2 separate regions of the Mus musculus genome follow, and region 1 is linked to region 2. A link is a contact called in public HiChIP or PLAC-seq data. All regions are on one chromosome and are shown on one strand. Each heading gives the region's core, a stretch centred on a gene start, on an enhancer-like site or on the middle of the called end of the contact. The rest is flanking DNA. Distances are from core to core; before and after follow the strand shown.

Region 1 (3,596 bases), core at 1,075-3,574, 75 kb before region 2:
CAGGACAATAATGAACTAAGTCTCTGAACTGTAAGCCATGCTCAATAAAATATTTTCTTATAAGAGTGCTTGTGGTCAGTCTGTTCACAACAATAGCAAGGCAGGAAGCAGAGATCAATTGTAAACAGGGTCACCCTTAATGCCTGTAAGGACTTGTGATTCAAAGGATCTACAGACTCTCCAAAGAGTGCCACAAGGTGAGGCTAAGTCATCACCTGTCACCTCTGATCTTTCTCTCCAAAACCTTCAGGGTTTTTCATTTTTCATAAATTCTGCATCCTACACACAACACCATGAGCTCCTGTCTATAAATGGCTTAAGTTTAAGAGGCATTCAGTAACGCTCATTACTGTGTCTGGCATATTGGTTTATCATTATTCTCTCTGACTGGATTGCCAGCATACTGATTTGTTTGCATTTGCAATGGCTTCATTTCTCTTGTGTCTGTGTGCTATTGAGGACAGAGGTGTGAGAACGTCTGTGTTACGAAGACAGAATTCCAAGAGCATCCAAAAATCACCTTGGTGTCTAAATCTTTTGTGTCCTGTACTGACCATAACCCTATATGTCCTCTGCATAGGGAGCATTCCTTGCCAACTCATTTGTTGAATGATTTTCTAGTGAGTGCTAAAGTTGGAGGAACTGTCTAACAGTCTGAAATGCCAGCAGAGGAAAGAAGCTAAGCAGAAGCATCAGGACTCACTCCATGCAGCCAGAAGGCAGAATAAAAACCATATGTACTCCTTGATCATAGCGACCTGTCACTGTGTCTTACCTTACATGGCAGGAGAGACGTTGATTATGTAGTAACTAAGTGTGTATGTGATTGAAATAAGATGTAGTATAAGAAAAGATAGTGTGTAGAAGAACTGAACATAAAACCTATTTATCAATCAAATAGACACCCAAGTCCTGCCCCTTGTTACCAGATCTTTCTTCTATTGAACCTAATATAGGGAGTCTCAAACACTAATTAGACTTAGGTACACTCACTCATGTGGTCTGCTGGGCTGTAGTCCCTAGGACTCCAAACTGCCACTTCCTTCCACACAAAGTCATCTTGTTCTGTTTACAAATCAGTATGAGCCCTTACTTTGAGCTCTTTGGTTAAGAGGCAAAGAACCTGGAAACAGCTCTTACACTCCAGCCGCTCCTCTGAGAAAGCTATTTCAGGGATGACCTAGGGCTACTGGCAACCTTTTCATTTCTTTCTTCCTTCAACCAAAGGGAACCTTGAGAACTGCTTCCCACTTCTTTGCTAAAGAGAGAATATATAACTTCTGAAAATCTGTCTTAATCCACCTTTAGGAAGTAGCTACAACCAACACCAAAGAAACATATTTAAACTCCCTGGCCTAAGGACTGAGACTGTTCAGCACGACCTGGGTGGGAATCTGTTAAAAACAAACAAGCAAGCAAACAAACAAACAAAAACTCTGATCCTTGGGCTCTGATACAAACATCATCTCAACAGAATCCCTAGGTAAGCCCTGAGTTGTAGCTGAAAGATGATATCTCTGAGAGGTTTGAATGCCAGCCAGGCTGCTTACTACCCCACTCTCAAGCAGTTTCTAAAAAAAAGGAGTAACACCCCCTTAATAAGTAGTTGTGTGAATTATAGCTGCAATTTTTGCAAACAAATACTCAGTTATAATAGTTCTTGTGGTGTTGTTTAGCACCATCTACAGCAGCTCAGTAGACTTCACAGTGTTGCAGCAGCAGCTCAAAGGGGCTGTCTCCAAAGCCATCTACACTCTTGGAGTTAGTAATGCAGGAGAGGGACCGGAACATTTTGCAGTGACAACTCTAAATACTTAATACATTGTCCATTTCACAACATAGTAAACGCCTGTTGTCTGCTTGCTTTCATATCATTGCACAAGACTTTGTGAGGAGCCACCTACTCTATACAGAGACAGAGTGAATAGTGAATTGCTAGAGGGAGTGAGGGCCAGACTTCCTGCTGAGTCTCTCTGGGTCCCCAGCCCTTTTCCCTAATCTCCATCTTAACTTTCCATCTGTCACTGGTTCCCTTGCACCAGAGGCACAGTCAGCCAGTCCCCTAAGCTCCCCCAGGGCGCTAGGCTCCCTGAGCTGTGGGCCTCGAGGGCTGGCTGGGTAGGAGCTCGCAGGGAGGCTGCTGCCTGTCTGGGTGCAGGCGGGACTCAGCCACTGGGGCCTGGTCACAGCGGAGGGGCGCGCCTAGCTGGCGTGGATCTGCCCGCACGTGAACTCCACCTCCTTGCTGGCTCACCGCCCAGCGTAGAAGCTGCTGGTCTCCGCCCCGCTGCAGCGCCGCCTCAGCTCTTGGCATAGTAATCTCAGTTCCTGATCGCGCAGAGCTGGCTCCTGGCTGCAGGGGACTGCTCAAGTCACCCAGCAGCAGTGTGGCAGAGCCAGGGCTGGGAATCGACTAGAAGCCCAGCACCGCGCAGACAGCGGCCCAGCGGGGGACACCCCACCGGAGCAGGTAAGCCCGGAAAGGAGCCGCCCCCGCGGCCACCTGGCCCAGTGGCCAGCCTTGGAGACCGGAGCCTGGCAATGTCCCTGTGCTGGTGAAGGAGGAATTAGGTCCCACATTTGTTCGTGGATCTTTTGCCTGTTGCTTATGGTCCCCAGCCGCTGCTGCCACCCTGCTCCTCAGGAGGGGCTGTGCGCCCTGCAGGTGATGTATATCTCTGCAAGGTTATTACTCCCTTAAGCTCTGACCCAAAGGTAAAAAGAAAAAAAAGAGAAGCCGCTTGCTGCTTCTGAGCTAGAAATCCTAATCAGTAAGATATGCACACAACGAATACTCGAAGAAGGGTGTGTGTGTGTGATTGCCTTCTTTATTATTTTCCTATGATTATTTGCTGTAAGGTAAAAACTTAGTCGTATTCAATATGCTCGATTATATGTGTGTATGTGTGTGTATTTATTAATACATTTGCATGTATATTTCTTCATGAGGTCGGAAGGGAGAGACGAGGAAGGTCGACTGAGGATGATAAAGGGAAGTCATTGTAGAGCATGTTCAGTGTCTAGAGGTGAACTTTGGAACCACATTCAATCATGGTAGCAAGTAGAAGTGGTAAACCTGTCTCCGGGTACATTATGACAAAGGCCTGACATGTTCTTCTAGTACACAGCAACAGGGAAGTGGAAAGAGGAGTCTTAGACACTGGAAAGTAGATTGAGGTGGAGGAAAGGCAGCCTAGGCACATCAGAGTTCAAGGGCTTTTGAAGGGGTGTTAAGCGAGGTCACTGGTTGCATGTAGGCAGTTCAAGGTTGGGATGATGTGAGAGCAGCTGAGTAGGTGGGGGAAAGGCAAAAGCCTAGAGGGGTTGGGAAAGAAAGGAGCTTTAGCTAGCCATCCAGCTGGGAACCACCTTTCTGAAGGTGTTTGCTGCCTTCCTTCCGTTTTCACAACAGTTTTGTTCGAGATCCGTAGGTCCATGTTTTCATTTTATTTATTTATATTTTTTTCATGGAATCTGGGTCATGACAGGACTGGAAGAAACTGAAGTGTTTACACCACCAGAAAGATTTGGAGAGAGAGTGATTAAGGCTTAGCTTCATGAAATATTTACACAGCTCTTGCGTGGGCTTTTGTTTG
Region 2 (3,479 bases), core at 827-3,326:
AATCCTAAATCTCAGGTAAAGGAAGGTGAGGGACCAGAGGTCAGTCCTGCACCCTCCCCAGGGAGGAAGAGCCAACAGAACACCTTGGAAGAACTCAGGCAGCCCAAGACAGTCATGAGTCTGAGCCTGCCATCAGATGGCACAGGTGACTCGAGCCCAGGCTCAGGTAAGAGGACCCCTTCTCTCTCAGTCAAGGCCAGCCCGCGCAGGGGCAGCCGGGTCAGCGAGTTCCTGAAGGAGCTCAGTGTGACAGCAGCTGCTGCTCAGGTGGGCCTCACACCTGGAGAGAAGAAGAAACAGCTGGGTGCAGACTCCAAGCTGCATCTGAAACAGTCCAAGCGAGTGAGGGATGTGGTGTGGGATGACCAGGGCATGACCTGGGAGGTGTATGGTGCTTCCTTGGACCCAGAGTCCCTGGGAGTTGCCATCCAGAACCATTTACAAAGACAAATTAGGGAACATGAGAAGATAGTTAAAACACAAAGTGGCCAGACTCGAAGATCAATTTCCTCAGATTCTTCTTCAAGTAAGAAGCTTAAAGGGAGACAACATGGTGTTCTGCAGTCCATGCTGCAAAACTTCCGGCGCCCCAACTGCTGTGTCCGCCCTGCTCCGTCCTCTGTGCTGGACTAAAAGGGAACTGCACTAGTGTACGAGCTGTGGTATTCCTTGTGTCTATTTGTGTCAAAGCTTAGACGTTTGGATTTCTGTTTTGTTTTAGGTTTGTTGTCGTTGTTTTCTGAGAGACCTAGGAGTAAACGCAACTATTAGATTTAAAAATTAGCTATTAGGAATTGTTGGGTTTTCCACAAATAAAATGCTGTTTCCCACTGATAGAATACAAGAGTGAAGCAAAGCTTACAGCTTGCACGAGTTCAGAAGAAATGATCGTCACTGTGGTTTTTAAGGACATTATTTATACACAGAAGTCATTCGGTATTTTCACCTCAGTCTATCACAGGATGGTATTTCCACTAAAATAGCTGCTTTACACTAAAACTAGCAAAAACAACTACTAACAACACTGTGGTAATTTCTGGTATTACTGAGGTAAGAATGCTAGTACCACAAAATGTTGCAAGTACCACAAGAGGATGCTAGAACCACAAATGTTTAAGTAGCTTTTAAGAACCTTAATGTGAAAACTTGAAAAACAAATGTATGTTATCCCAGGGACAAATAAGATAAAATGAAAATATTCAAAAATGTATAAAAAAAACAAATATGAACTGGCTATAGACATCTAAAGCTAACCCTTTTTATGTGAACAAGTTCTTGTTAGAAAAGTTACCTATACCTCCAGATATGAATACTGCCTATACTAAACATGAATTTATATGTACACATTTTCCTGCATTAAATGCAAAGCGCATCCCTGTGCTTTGGACCACATTAAAATGGTATTTTCTTACACTAGAGGAAGTGTATGTGACTAGAGTCATGAGACTAAGGAGGATAGTTAAATTTTGTATTGTAAGTGTGTCCTCTGCTAACAGGTTCTGATTGCTTAAATGTACAACCTAGATTGCTTCAGATTTATCACTTTTAAGAGACATGCTGTTACACTTCAGAGGTCTTCATGAAATCAGTTTGAACTTTGGGTGGCCATCTTCCCTCACTGGTTTCTCCAGGAATGGCATGCATGGGAACATCCTTGACTCACTGAGTTGGGGTGGCAGCAGCAGCTTGTGCACTGGGGTAGGATGAAGAAGGAGCATGGTGAAGGTTTAGGGCAGGCCTTCCTCCCAACCTTCATCGTCTACACAAAGCTAATCTGAAGGTTGCAGTTAACACTTCAGACTTAGATGTGGAAGGAAGAGCAATAACCTTTGCTAAAATCACTCCTGATGAGCTAGAAAACAGGACCTGCCGTGTATCTTATTTTTACTTTAGAGACTCAAATATCAGTGGTACAGCCACATATCTGTTTTGTTTTTCTTTCAGTTTATTTCTATTTTGTAGATTAAAAACATAAAAATTATACCTGTGCTCCGAATCCTGAGCTACATTGCATTTGATTTCTACAAGAGCAATTTAACTGAGTATGTAGCTGCATAAGTAGGCCACGGTGACAGCACCCTTCCAGTTGGAGAATGATAATTACAGTGTTATACTTGGAACTTATAATGAATTTCTTAATAAGGCACATTTTCAGCTTCTTACTAATTGGCTTCTATTAAGGATGCTTTATAAAGTAGGAATTACTGTCAAATTACCAATCAAATTGCTATATTAATGATTAGAGATTTAGAATAAAACTCTCCCTTTTACTGTAAGTAGTTATTTGCCTCACACACCTTTGCCAGGATTTTTTTCTGCCTCCTAACTTACACACACCCAGGCCTTCTGTCACATGTCAGCACTCATACCATGTATACACAAGCACACAGGAGCAGCTGTCCACAGGGTCCACTCCAGATGGTGCGCCCTAGGAATCCTTAGTCAAAAAGTGCTACAACGGGCTATTCCTACGGTCAAATAGGAGAGAAAAGATAATTCTAATCAGCAATAATGTTTGCAGATTTAAAGTAAACATGCAATACTTAGATTGTTTAGCTTGAGAGACTTGTAGGCATCTTTCCCAAATTCAGTAAATCAAAACTGCTCATTTTGGTATGGTGCCTCTCAAAGGAAAACCTTAAGAAGAAATATTTGATTAGTAAATTTGGTTTTCTTTGATATGAGAACTAAACTCTTCATTTGGACAGAGACTCTAGAAACATCACAAAATGGCACAAATAGATTTTTGCTTTTTCCTTTTGCATCCTACAAAATTGAGAGGTTTGAGAACAATCCGTGGAAATTGCTTCTCCAAATGGATACATTAAGCTGCAAATCTTCTCAGGTGTTCATATGGTACCTATCCATAGATACTCACATAGTAAAACCCTATTTAATTTTTTTTCTTTTTCCATAAGTCCATGACACATAGTCCAGCCTTCAGGATATCACTGAGGCCTCCTGTCTTCTTCATCCAGGTAGGCACACAATGGCTTTCCTGAAAGGCTCTGTCTGCCAAGATAGATCGATATCACTCTATCACTGTTCTTGCTTTATCTGTGTGACATACACTAGTTTAAGAGTTATTTATGTCTATCATTAATTTTTTCTTTCTTTTAAAAACTTTTTATGGATTCTTTGTGATTTTCACATCATGTACCCCAGTTCCACCACTTATCTTCCTCTCCTCTCATAACTGCCATCTACCCTTGCCACCTCCCCTGAAAACAAACACACAAACAAACAGAAATAAAACAAAACATAAAAACCTTTTCATCATGGAAGCTGTAGTACATCACAATATGTCCCACAGTATATCTCTCTGTACACACATCGTTGCTTGCAAATGTTTATTGCAATGTATCATTGGTCTGGTTCAAGTTCTCTGGCTTCTGTAATACTATCAATATTGGCTCTTCACTGGGACTCCTCCTGGTTATCCTATTGTTGCCCTGTGTCATAGAGATCATCCAGTTTGG

Evidence for each region. HiChIP or PLAC-seq counts read pairs in DNA pulled down with a chosen protein or histone mark.
Region 1: a BATF HiChIP or PLAC-seq map of CD8 T cells shows a contact between it and region 2, with 14 read pairs. The contact joins the promoter of Gprin3 here to the enhancer-like site in region 2. A contact is called at or near these places in 5 of 39 promoter capture datasets (the 3T3-L1 cell line, 3T3-L1-derived adipocytes, liver and 1 more), 1 of 15 datasets of contacts at CTCF or cohesin (CD8 T cells), 16 of 484 Hi-C or Micro-C datasets (CD8 T cells, CD8 central memory T cells, Th1 cells and 7 more), 7 of 115 datasets of contacts at active chromatin or transcription factors (CD8 T cells, effector CD8 T cells, embryonic stem cells and 3 more) and 2 of 9 other capture datasets (embryonic stem cells and pancreatic islet).

The regions. Positions count from the first base shown.
Region 1 is chr6:59,425,034-59,428,629 of GRCm38.p6, reverse strand. Gprin3 (GPRIN family member 3) reads left to right here and starts at 2,324. Exons shown (of 2, transcript NM_183183.3): 1 at 2,324-2,470.
Region 2 is chr6:59,350,183-59,353,661 of GRCm38.p6, reverse strand. It overlaps Gprin3 (GPRIN family member 3), which reads left to right. Exons shown (of 2, transcript NM_183183.3): 2 at 1-1,201. The coding sequence ends at 633. Among named protein-coding and RNA genes, the nearest start is that of Gprin3, 74 kb to the left of the region's middle. Within about 2 kb of position 2,076, at least 9 of the 459 cell types and tissues checked have an H3K27ac peak or open chromatin away from gene starts, as enhancers often do. A contact at or near this core is called in CD8 T cells and cerebellar granule neurons, where this site is marked.